2 separate regions of the Sus scrofa genome follow, and region 2 is linked to region 1. Evidence: chromatin contacts called from public HiChIP or PLAC-seq data. All regions are on one chromosome and are shown on one strand. Each heading gives the region's core, a stretch centred on a gene start, on an enhancer-like site or on the middle of the called end of the contact. The rest is flanking DNA. Distances are from core to core; before and after follow the strand shown. Region 1 holds the start of UBALD2 (UBA-like domain-containing protein 2). Region 2 overlaps RNF157 (RING finger protein 157).

Region 1 (5,188 bases), core at 228-2,727:
GCTGACTCCTGTCCCTTCAAAACAAACAAACAAACAAAAAGGCTAACTAAATGGGACAAACTAAAAGGCTCATTCTGGTGCCCGAGGCTGTTTTTCATCAGTACATAAACATTGGCTGTAACTTTTTCCTTATTTATATTCTATTCTTTCTATATGTGTAAATTTTCTTAGACGGAGAGTTAATCCATTGCAGGCAAAGTCAAAATAGAGCCATGGCTTGCTTTTTTCTTAGCCTCCTGTTCTGCAGGCTCTTAACAAATTATAATCCACACTGATTGGTGTTTCAGGTCCAAAACTGACTAAGTTTTTCAGAAACAGACATTCTAACAGTGAATTCCAGCAGTGTTTGCCTTACTAAGCACTCTGGCCCTTCTTCAATCTGCTTAAACGCCTTGTTCTTTCTCCACCCCCACAATTCCCAAGTACAAACCTTGAAGGTTAAATCTTAATCCAAAAGATAGAAGCTCCCTGCATATAAACAAACTGTTTTTAAATGTCTAGAGTTGAGATCCAGTACCTGAATAGACGTACTCTTTTTTTTTTTTTTTTTTTTGGGGGGGGTGTTTTTCCAGGCCACACCCTCAGCATATGGAAGTTCCCAGGCTAGGGGTTGAATTGGAGCTGCAGCTGCCAGCCTACACCACAGCCACAGCAACACTGGATGCTTAACCACTAAGCGAGGCCAGGGCTTGAACTTGTATCCTCATGGATACTAGTCAGATTCGCTTCCGCTGGGCCACAGAGGGAATTCCTATTCTATTTTTAAAAGATGGTAGAAATTAAAGTTTCAGTTAGGTCAAACAATTTAAGGGAAAATAATTTTTTCAGCTTGGGATATTAGTGTCTGCGAAAGTCTCATTTCCTCTTTGCCATTATATTTAGTGTCCCTTAACACCGTCTTCCAACTTCACAGAGCAAAGTTTTGGTCTAAAAACGTAGGAAAACTGTTTGGCCCGTGAGGTGGGTAGTGGCTGGAAAGAGGCTTGAAAGGGATACATGGCAATAAAAAGCTTTTTAAAAGTAGAGCTGCTTGAAAGTTTAAAAAAAATAAACAATTTTGAGACTCGAGCAGCTGCAAAGGCTCTGTCTGTTTTCTATTTTGATCGCTCTGTTTCTCGAGATGACCACATCTTTCAGAGGAAATGAGTCAAAGCCACTCTGTCTTGCTTTTCCAGCTGAGCATGTTCAGTTTCAATGAAGTAATGAATGAACTTGGCCGCACCACCCCCAAGCCTACAACAGCAAACAGAGGGGGCTCAGCCAATCAGCAGGCACTCAAGGTTTTCAAGTTGAGTTCAAAAGGACCCACGGGAGACCAATCAGCGAGTGCGGCTCCGCCCCAAACGCACGGCCGTGGCCAATCGCGAGCCCGGACAGGCCAAAACACAGCGGCCGGCCAATACGGGAGAGCCCCACGGCGCCGACATCCGCCAATGGGCGCGGCTGGGCAAAAAGAGAAACAGTGCGGGTCCACAGGCCGCAGGATTCGAATCGAACGTCTGTACCGGAGCCGGGCTCCGGCCGAGCGGCGCCGGCCAATCAGCGGCGGCGGCTCGCGGCCCCCGAACGTTGGGACACCCGGCCCCGCCCCGCGCTGTTGTTTGTGGTGTCGGCCGGCGGCGCGAGCCGGACCACAACACTCGCCCGGCGGGCGGCGGGGCGGCCGAGGGTCCGGGGGCCGCCGGAGGCGGCGAGCGCGAGCCGAGGGCAGCCGGCCTCCCGCGGCCGCCAAGCCCGGGAGAGCGCGCCGGCCGGAGCCATGTCGGTGAACATGGATGAGCTGCGGCACCAGGTCATGATCAACCAGTTCGTGCTGGCCGCGGGCTGCGCGGCCGACCAGGCGAAGCAGCTGCTGCAGGCGGCGCACTGGCAGTTCGAGGTGCGTGCGGGCCGAGCCCCGCTCCCCGGCCCCGGCGCTGGGCAAGGGCGCGGGCCGGGGCGCCCAGCCGCGCGCCGCGCAGTCGTCTGGGGGGGTGGAGAGGGAAACTATTTATATCGCGAGGGCAGGCGCGCGGGGCCGCGCGGTCTCGCGTGGGGCGCGGGGCCCTGCCGCCCGGGACCCCGCGCGCGGCCCGGGGACGCCCCCCCCCCCGCCCCGAGGGGTCGGGCCCGGCGGCGGGGGCGCCCCGGCCGCCCGGGCAGGGCCGGCGGGTGGGCCTCCTGCCCCGGCCCCGTTAACCGCCGCCCTGGCGCTGTGTTTGTCTGCAGACCGCCCTGAGCACGTTTTTCCAAGAAACCAACATTCCCAACAGCCACCACCACCACCAGATGGTAAGAGCGGCCGGGCCGCGGCGGGAGGGCCGGCGGGCCGGAGGGCGGGCCTCGCCGCGGCCGCAGCCCCGCGCGGCCGGGCCGGGGCCGCTGTCAGCAGCCGGCGGTGACAGCCATGTTGCCGGGGAGCGCGGCGCCGCGATGTAAACAAAGAGCCAAAATGTCTTCCAGGAAAGAGCGGCTCCCGCGGCCGCCGGCTCGCCCAACTTGGTGGTCCGGCCCCCGGGCTGCTGCAGCTCGGCCCGAAGCCTATGCCCGGCAACTCTCGCTGGGCCAGGGGCTTGGAGGGCAGCGAGGGTGGCCGGAGGAGGAGCTGGGCGGCAGGGAGTGGGGAGGGGGCTCGAGGGACGGAAACCAGCCGTCTGGGGAGCTGGAAGCCCGAGGGAAGGGCCTGGGACCCCTGCGGTGTCTGTTTACGGGGGTCCCCTCTTGCTGATGGAGTGGCAGCCCCCCGCCAAACAACCCAGCTCTACAGGGAACGGGAAGGGGGTACACCCCCACCACCACCCGGCCCCGGAGAGCTGGGCTCTACCCAGACAATTACATCCACTCTTTCCTGCTCAGGTCTGGAAAAAAGACGTACTGGGAGAGTGGAAGGCTTTCAGATTTTTGGCAAGATAAGCCAAGAATGCATTTAATCTCAGTAGGTGAAGATGCGTACAGCCCAGGAAACAGAAGTGGTTCAGGGCTGGATTTGCTTGGTTTCTTCTCTTTCCCGAGCTGGCCCCAGGCCTGGGCCTTTGCCCTCCTGGCCATAAGGTATCCTGCTCTCCACCGGCACAGAACTTTCCTTTCACTTTAGAGGCTTGAATGCCTTCTCTACCCCTCTGGTTGCCTGTTAGCCCTGCTGAGGGGGCAGGACTGGGCCCCGAGACAGCTTTGTAGAACACGATTGCCCAGACGGTCTGTGGTGGCTTCTGGAGAGCATTTTTGTCATTTTTGACACTGGGCGTCCTTGCCCATGGCCCCCTTCTCAGAGCTGCCGCCTTGTCTGGAGAAGCTGCAAATAGTTCTCTGCGGTGTCTCGTCCTTGACACCTAGTTGCAAAGGACCCTTCGAGACGGGTCTGTCTTGACCCTCTGATCCCACGTTTCTCCTGGAATGGCCCACGCTGGGTATAAATTAACAACCAAAAATGCATCGGAATATGATGGGTGAAAATGCCGGCTGCGGGGCTTCGGCAGGTGAGGCCAGGCTCTTGGTGAACCCAAGGGGGACCCTCCCCCGCACCTGACCATGAGAACACTCCAGCCGAGTCTGGAAACATCTTGCCTCCATCTCCTCTCAGGAGGGCCTTGAGCTTTGCTCCACCAACTGCGGTCATTTCAAAAGGCCCAGGCTTCCAGCACAGCCACGGTGTGCTGCCTTGCACCAGGGAGGTGTGCCCGTGAGCGCTGGGGCTGGCGGTCCTTTTTAGGTTGGGTTGCTCCGTCCCTGCAAATCCCGAGGGGTTGTAATCCCCTTGAAGCTTCCCTCAAGGGCTGTGGCTGGCTTTGTAGCAGATATTATGATCAGTGTACCCATCTGATTGGTTTTTCTTTTAAGAGAAATAAGTCAAAGGACAATGTTAAGACAGCAGAGACCAGAGATGGCAGAAAGCCATACCAGAGGTGGCCCAGGCTGTGGTTGTCCCATCAAGTTCTGGAGAGACACACAGCCGGAGGCGTCTTAGATAAGGGGGGGCTCCCGGGTTAGATTGGGAAGGGCCAGGAAGTTCGCATGAGCAGGGACGCTGGCTGTGCTTGAGAGCTGGAAGGCGCCATCCTTAACTGTTAGAAGCAGTGCTGGAGGGGCTTTTACAGGCCCTGGTTGTACGCAAGTTGAAAGACCTCCAGAGAGGTTGAGGAACTGGCCCGGGCTCACACAGGCAGGCGGGCACGGGCCTGCTCTTGATCCGGGCTGCTCTCGGAGCCGGGTGGCTGGCTTGGTGAACTGGGGAAGTCGGTCACGATGCTGTGATGCAACTGCTCCCCCCGCCCCCCCATTCATTGTTTCCTGCTGCCGAGAAGTCAGCCCTGGGGTGGGGGGGGAGGCGGGGAATGGTGGAGGGAGGAGGGAAATGGTCTGGGTGGGGCGGGGACTGCTCCAGGTCCTGTGGCTGCCCCCCCCCCCCCCCCCCCCGCCCCAAGGACAATGGTTGGAGGCCCCCGCTGCTGACGTGGGGCCGGCCTGGTTAACCCGAGGGGGTTTCTCCCCCTCCCGTGGGCCTGTCCCCATTTAGGGCTGGGGTTTAACTGCAGGGCTATGAAAGCTGCCTCCCTGCCAGGTGAAGAGCCCTAGAATCTTGCTCCCCAGCCCTGTGCCTGGGGGAGGGGCCCGTGTTGCTAAAATTAGGAGAAATTCAAAGAAGGTCTCCCATGGCTTCCTGGGAAGGGGAGCCGCTGCTGCGAGGTCAGATCTGGCTTTGTGCTGCCTCCTCCACGTGCGCTGGGGAGATGACATCCCCATGCTGCGGGTGGGGGGCCTTCGGGTCCCCTGGGTGTTTGCAGGGAGGGTGCCAGTTGTAGCCCGGCAGCCCAGCCCCCGCCGCTCCTGGCTGGGGTCCATGCTCGGGGTGGTGGCGGAGAAGAGCAGATGTGGGGTGTTTGCAGCTGCCCCCAACAAGAGGTGCTGGGAGGGGCAGAGCAGACGCTGGCAGCATCTGGCCAAGGCAGTCCGGGGGTAGATGCCGGGGACACAGGAAACCGGCATCACTGTTTTGTCCTCAGGGGCCCAGGCAGGCGGGTACACTGGCTCCATGCACAGGGGGGCAGGTGCTGGGTGGAGATGAGCTTGGGCCTGCAGCCTGGGAGCCTGGAATTCAGCGTTCAGCTCGTGCCCGTAGGGCTGTGTTTCGGGCCAAGTGCCTTGAGCCCTGGGTCAGTCTCCTCATCTGTGAGAAGGGAGGCAGTGGAGACAGACCCCCCTGGCTGGTACT
Region 2 (5,542 bases), core at 2,180-4,679, 59 kb before region 1:
TGTATGTAATTGAAAAAAATGTGCATAGCATGAAATGTGTCGCCCTCACCACTTTTTGTTTGGGGGGGTGCTATGGCATGTAGTGATGCTTGATGTGGGATCTCAATTCCCAGAGCAGGGATTGAACCCAGGCTACAGTGATGAAAATGCTGAGTCCTAACCACTAGACCATCAGGGAACTCCCTCACCTTCACCATTTTTAAGCACAAGGTCCAGCGGGAGTAAATGCATTCACATACCCTGGGCTCCCATCACTACAAGAGTTCAAGTTTAGATACATTCTCACCTAATACATGAAACACAGACATGGCTGCCGTGCCCCAGACTGTAAACGCTTGGAGAGCAGGACGACATGCAGGAGGACCTAAAAATATGCTGCTTGACTGGATAAATGAGGACTATCGGGATCCACATGCCCATTTTGCAGATAAGACTCCAAAGATTCATATAATTATTGAAGGTCTCAGGGCTAATGAGTAGCAGGATCAGGATTTGAACCCAGAGGCAGTATTTAAATGCAAAAGCCATATATGTATTTGTCTTTTTAGGGCCGCACCCGAGGCATATGGAGTTCCCAGGCTAGGGGTCGAATCGGAGCTGTAGCTGCTGGCCTACACCACAGCCACAGCAATGCAGGATCCAAGCCACATCTGCAGCCTACACCACAGCTCATGGCAACGCCAGATCCTTAACCCACTGATCAAGGCCAGGGATCGAACCCGAAACCTGATGGTTCCTAGTCGGATTGGTTTCCTCTGTGCCGTGACGGGAATTCCCCGAAAGCCATACTCTTGTGCCTGCAACTGCCTGAGCTATGGCAGAGCAAGTCCACAGGCGGTCCTGAGCCCCGGGGTGTTCTAGGTGCCGGACAAGAGTGTAGAGAGAATCTAAGAGTTACATGATCACTGCAAAAGATAGCGAAACCTGTTCAGGCTCTGGAAGCTAGTCCAAACTCTCTGGATTGTGCCCTATGATCAGGCAGAAGTACACACAAAAGCATACCTAATACTCTACTCTTTTTTATTTATTTGTTTCTTTTTAGGACCACAGCCGCGGCATATGGAGGTTCCCAGGCTAGGGGTCGAATCGGAGCTACAGCCACAGCAACGCCAGAACCGAGCCGCATCTGTGACCTACACCATAGCTCATGGCAACGCTGGATCCTTAACCCACTGAACGAGGCCAGGGATTGAACCCTAGTTGGGTTCTTAACCCGCTGAACCACAACAGGAATTCCTCCTCTAAGTTATTTTCAAAGAAGGAAGACATTTACTTGTTCCTTCAGCACGCTCACGAAGCCCCGAGTGCTGTGCCAGGCTTGGGATTCCCTGGCGGACCAAGCGCACCTCTCTCAGTCCTGACCAGAAGGGGTCCAGCATCCTGACAGAGCCTGCATCGGTGCACTGCCCGGAGTACAGCTCACCCGACCCTGGCCACTGGCCTGCTCACGTCTGTACTGAAGCCTCAGTCTCAGAAAAATTTAAATCCCAAGCCCCTCAAGCCCAGGATAGGAGCATAGTACCTGCTCAGCCAGAGGAACGCTTTCAGTGGGCCCCAGGGGGTTGCCAGTCAAGGCTCTGCGGAGGAATACGTCTGTGGTCCTTCCATCCTGGGGTCGAGCAGTTTCCCTGTACATTTCCCTACATCAGCAAAGTGCCCCCTGGTGGCCGAACGTGGAACTGCCAGTTTAGACGGACCAGAAGGACACCCTGGATGTGTATGTCCACATTTATTTACACACACACACACGCATATAGATCAACCACATATCCTAGATTTTCCGACCATTCTAATTTCAAATACTGTGTTAAATTACCCCCACGGCTGCCTATTTTTGTGGTAGAAAGTATGCATTATGAGATGACAGGATGCCTTACTTCAGTTGCATATCACTGGGCAATTTCCAGAAGGCTCTAAAAGGGACTATAATCCATTTGTAAAAATAAATCATTCATTTCAATAAAAAGGGTTTTTTTAAGAGTACACAATTTACTACCATTTGCTACGAGATTCAGGCCTGATCCCAAATGCATGTGGCAGCCGGGAGCTGGCTGCTGGGAGCGCCCTAAGTTGGGCCCAGCATTTTCTGAGCACTTCCTCACTTTCTGGCACCACAAGATGGTCCAGGCTCATCCTGTGGTTTCCTGTCTGCTCCCTGGAATCGATCATGTCTCTAAGGAGCGCTGGTTCCTTTTTTAGGGGAGTTTACCCCCAGCGATCACGTAGTCCCCCACCTTTTACTGACGAACGCTTGGTCTGTTTCCAGTTTTCACTACTACTACTACGGACGGTGATTCAATAAGCGCGCCCTGAAAGGGACCGGGAGGGACAACGGGGGAGGGGCCGGTAAAAGGAAAACAAATGACCATGCCCTCCTGCCGTTTTCACTGAGGAAGAAAAAGCCCCAAATGCCCCAAATCTGCTTCTGAAAAGAAATGATTTTAGACCATTCACGATTCAAACAGAAAAGTACTCATTTTCTATATTAGCAGGCCTGTAATATCTGTGTCGGAGAAACAGCTAACAGTTCATATGGAAATCAACATCTGGGGTCATAAGAAGCGCCCATTTATAGCGCTCATTTACATAAGTTCCTGCTTCTACAGATTTTAGGGCTTTTATATTTAAATTTCAGTTCCTTTTTATCTGATGCCTGGTTATTTCCTCAGCTTTCTCTGCTTCCTCTCTTCTCAGCGATGTAGTGTGTCCAGGACTTACCAGTGGATATTTTTAGACCCGTGATACTTCAGACTATTTTCTTAGACCCGTGTCAGGAAGAACGGTCTACTCTCTGCGTGAATGCCATGAAATGAATACAAATTTGCCTATTTAACCAGCTGTGGCCCCGGGACAGGCTGTCTTCTGCCGGCTATGCACCAAAAAGTCAATGAGCTACATTTACAGCAGTAAAACCCCCTGTTCACTCATTTGCCATCCAATGCTCGTGGGGAGTCCACCCCCAGTGTAGCAAGACTGGTGACCACAAAGCTGAGGAACGTGAAAAGACACTTGTTTTCACTCAAACCAGAGACGTGAAGGAGACACCAAGAGGTGGCACAAGATAACCTCAGTTCAAAGATGCTTTGTGTTCAGGTTTGGTTAAAGGATCCATCCAGGAAGGCAGCCTGTTTATAGCCTGTTAACACCTCGGCCAGGTCCCTGGGAGGGCTCATGTGGGACTAACGTCCTGGCTGTGATGTGACACAGTATCTAAGGATGACCATTCCCAAATATCTGAACCCTGCAATGAGTAGCCCCCACTACCCAGCGCTCTCTGTTCACCCTAACGGGGGATAACAAAACAATCAGAGAGCCACCGGAGAGAAAAGTCGCCATCACAAAAATGATCCAGATGGCTGTTAACCACCCTCCCAGACCCATTTTCTCCCTCTTCTTGTGGTCTGCGTGTTGGCTTGTGCTGTTCAGAGGACAAGTTCTGTACCCTCTGACGTCAGATGCACCGACAGGGCGACAGGGCTCCTTTGAGGACGAGTGACACCCACCGACTTCCGGTCCCCCCTCCCCACCTGAAAACCTCTCCCGGCAGGAGAAACGCTGCTTCTACAGTCCGAGTGCCTTCCTCGAGCTGAGCTGCTTTTACATACAAAGGATTCTGCCTACCATCAGCTAATTTTAAGGAGAGTTAAAAGGGAAAAAAGTGCTTTTCGTAAAGCTGACACAGTCATCTTTTCCATTGGGCACGCTGGTAAATCGTGACTAATGGTCAGAAACAGCTCCTTTCAGACAAGCACCCCCTTCTCAATGCCTGACTTCCAGAATTCATCTGGTCAGGAGACTCATAACTCAGCTCACAAATAAGAATTCACTTTTTTTTTTTTTTTGTCTTTTTGCTATTTCTTTGGGCCGCTCCCACGGCATATGGAGGTTCCCAGGCTAGGGGTCCAATCGGAGCTGTAGCCACTGGCCTACGCCAGAGCCACAGCAACGCGGGATCCGAGCCGCGTCTGCAACCTACACCACAGCTCACGGCAACGCCGGATCCTTAACCCACTGAGCAAGGGCAGGGACTGAACCCGCAATCTCATGGTTCCTAGTTGGATTCGTTAACCACTGCGCCACGACGGGAACTCCCCACTTTTTTTTTAAATTCGGGGCTGCACCTGCAGCATACAGATGTTCCCAGGCTAGGGATCCAATCAGAGCTACAGCTGCCGGCCTCCACCACAGCCACAGCCACATCAGATCACAGCTCATGGCAACGCCAGATCCTGCACCTGCTGAGCGAGACCAGGGACCAAACCCACAACCTCATGGTTTCTAGTCAGATTTGTTTCCGATGCGCCACGACGGGAACTCCAAGAATCCACTTGCAAGGAAGGAATTTTGAGATGCCCAGTACTGGAAGTAAAGAATATGGTCGGAGTGGGTAAGGACCAGTATCAGCCAAGGCAGGTATTTGAAAATACGCGACATGAGTTGTTGCTGTTTTCCAAAGAAGCACGTGAATGTTCTAACGCCACCAGGGGTCAGTGGCCCAGTCATTTTTGTTGACAGAGATCTTTTCAATAGGCCAGTTATTAGGAAGGGCAAGTGTGCCATACAGCAGAAAGTGACAGAGCCTTGGAAATCGACATACCTTAATGAAAAAAATGTTTACAAAGGGCAAGTGGACCAAAGTCTTCCCTGGTCTCTCTTTCAAAAATGAAAAACTGGAAGCTTCACATTGGAAAACTCCACGCTGTCCATCTATGCCCTGCCTGAAATATACTGACTCTAAAACTATCTAGGTAAGATCTAAGCTCAATTCCAAGAGTTTGGGTCTCCATCTCTCATATTCCTGGAAGGAAAATGAGCCCTGAAGTCTGTCTGCTAGGTTAGAAAGCTCAGCTCTGGCTTCAGACAAAGAGTAACAGTGTGAAATGAAGAAAGAGTTAAGATTATAAGCCAATCGAACACCGGTTTCTAAGCCCAGGTAGTCTGATCCTTTGGTTTCTAAGCCCAGGTAGTCTGATCCTTTGGCTCGGCTACAAATTTGCAGATACAGCCGGAGGCCGAGGAGGGAGGCCTTGAATGAGTCAAAAACCCCAGCGAGGGAGTTCCTTTGTGGCGCAGCAAGGTACGGCTCTGGCCTTGTTGCCGCTGTGGTGCAGGTTCGACCTCCGGCCAGACAGCATCCACATGTTGTGGGCTTGGCCAAAATGACCAAAACTGGGATTCCCACGGTGGCCCAACAAGCATCCATCCATGAGGACGAGGGTTCGATCCCTGGCCTCGCTCAGTGGGTTAAGGATCTGGCGTTGCCCTGAGCTGTGGCGTAGGTCACAGACGCGTTTCAGATCCAGCGTGGCTGTGGCTGTGGTGGAGGCCGGCAGCGACAGCTCCAGTGCAGGCAGCCCCTAGCCTGGGAACCTCCATATGCCAGCAGTACAGCCCTAAAAAACAAAACAAAACAAAAAAGGCCAAAACTCTTAACGAGATTTTATTTTCTTTATCTAATCATGAAATACGGAAACCTCAGGGAATTAGAAAATAGCATACAATAAAGACCTGTGACGTACGTCTGATCGTTTTAATTTCTAAT

The links. HiChIP or PLAC-seq counts read pairs in DNA pulled down with a chosen protein or histone mark.
Region 2: a contact with region 1 is called in an H3K27ac HiChIP or PLAC-seq map of skeletal muscle, with 4 times the contacts expected there. The contact joins the enhancer-like site here to the promoter of UBALD2 in region 1. A contact is called at or near these places in 1 of 5 promoter capture datasets (liver), 26 of 47 Hi-C or Micro-C datasets (alveolar macrophages, blood, embryonic fibroblasts and 11 more) and 2 of 2 datasets of contacts at active chromatin or transcription factors (alveolar macrophages and skeletal muscle).

The regions. Positions count from the first base shown.
Region 1 is chr12:5,204,962-5,210,149 of Sscrofa11.1, reverse strand. UBALD2 (UBA-like domain-containing protein 2) reads left to right here and starts at 1,477. Exons shown (of 3, transcript XM_003357957.4): 1 at 1,477-1,879; 2 at 2,209-2,271. The coding sequence starts at 1,760.
Region 2 is chr12:5,265,463-5,271,004 of Sscrofa11.1, reverse strand. All of the region lies in intron 2 of RNF157 (RING finger protein 157), which reads right to left. Among named protein-coding and RNA genes, the nearest start is that of FOXJ1, 39 kb to the left of the region's middle. Within about 2 kb of position 3,429, at least 21 of the 83 cell types and tissues checked have an H3K27ac peak or open chromatin away from gene starts, as enhancers often do. A contact at or near this core is called in alveolar macrophages, retroperitoneal adipose tissue, skeletal muscle and 2 more, where this site is marked.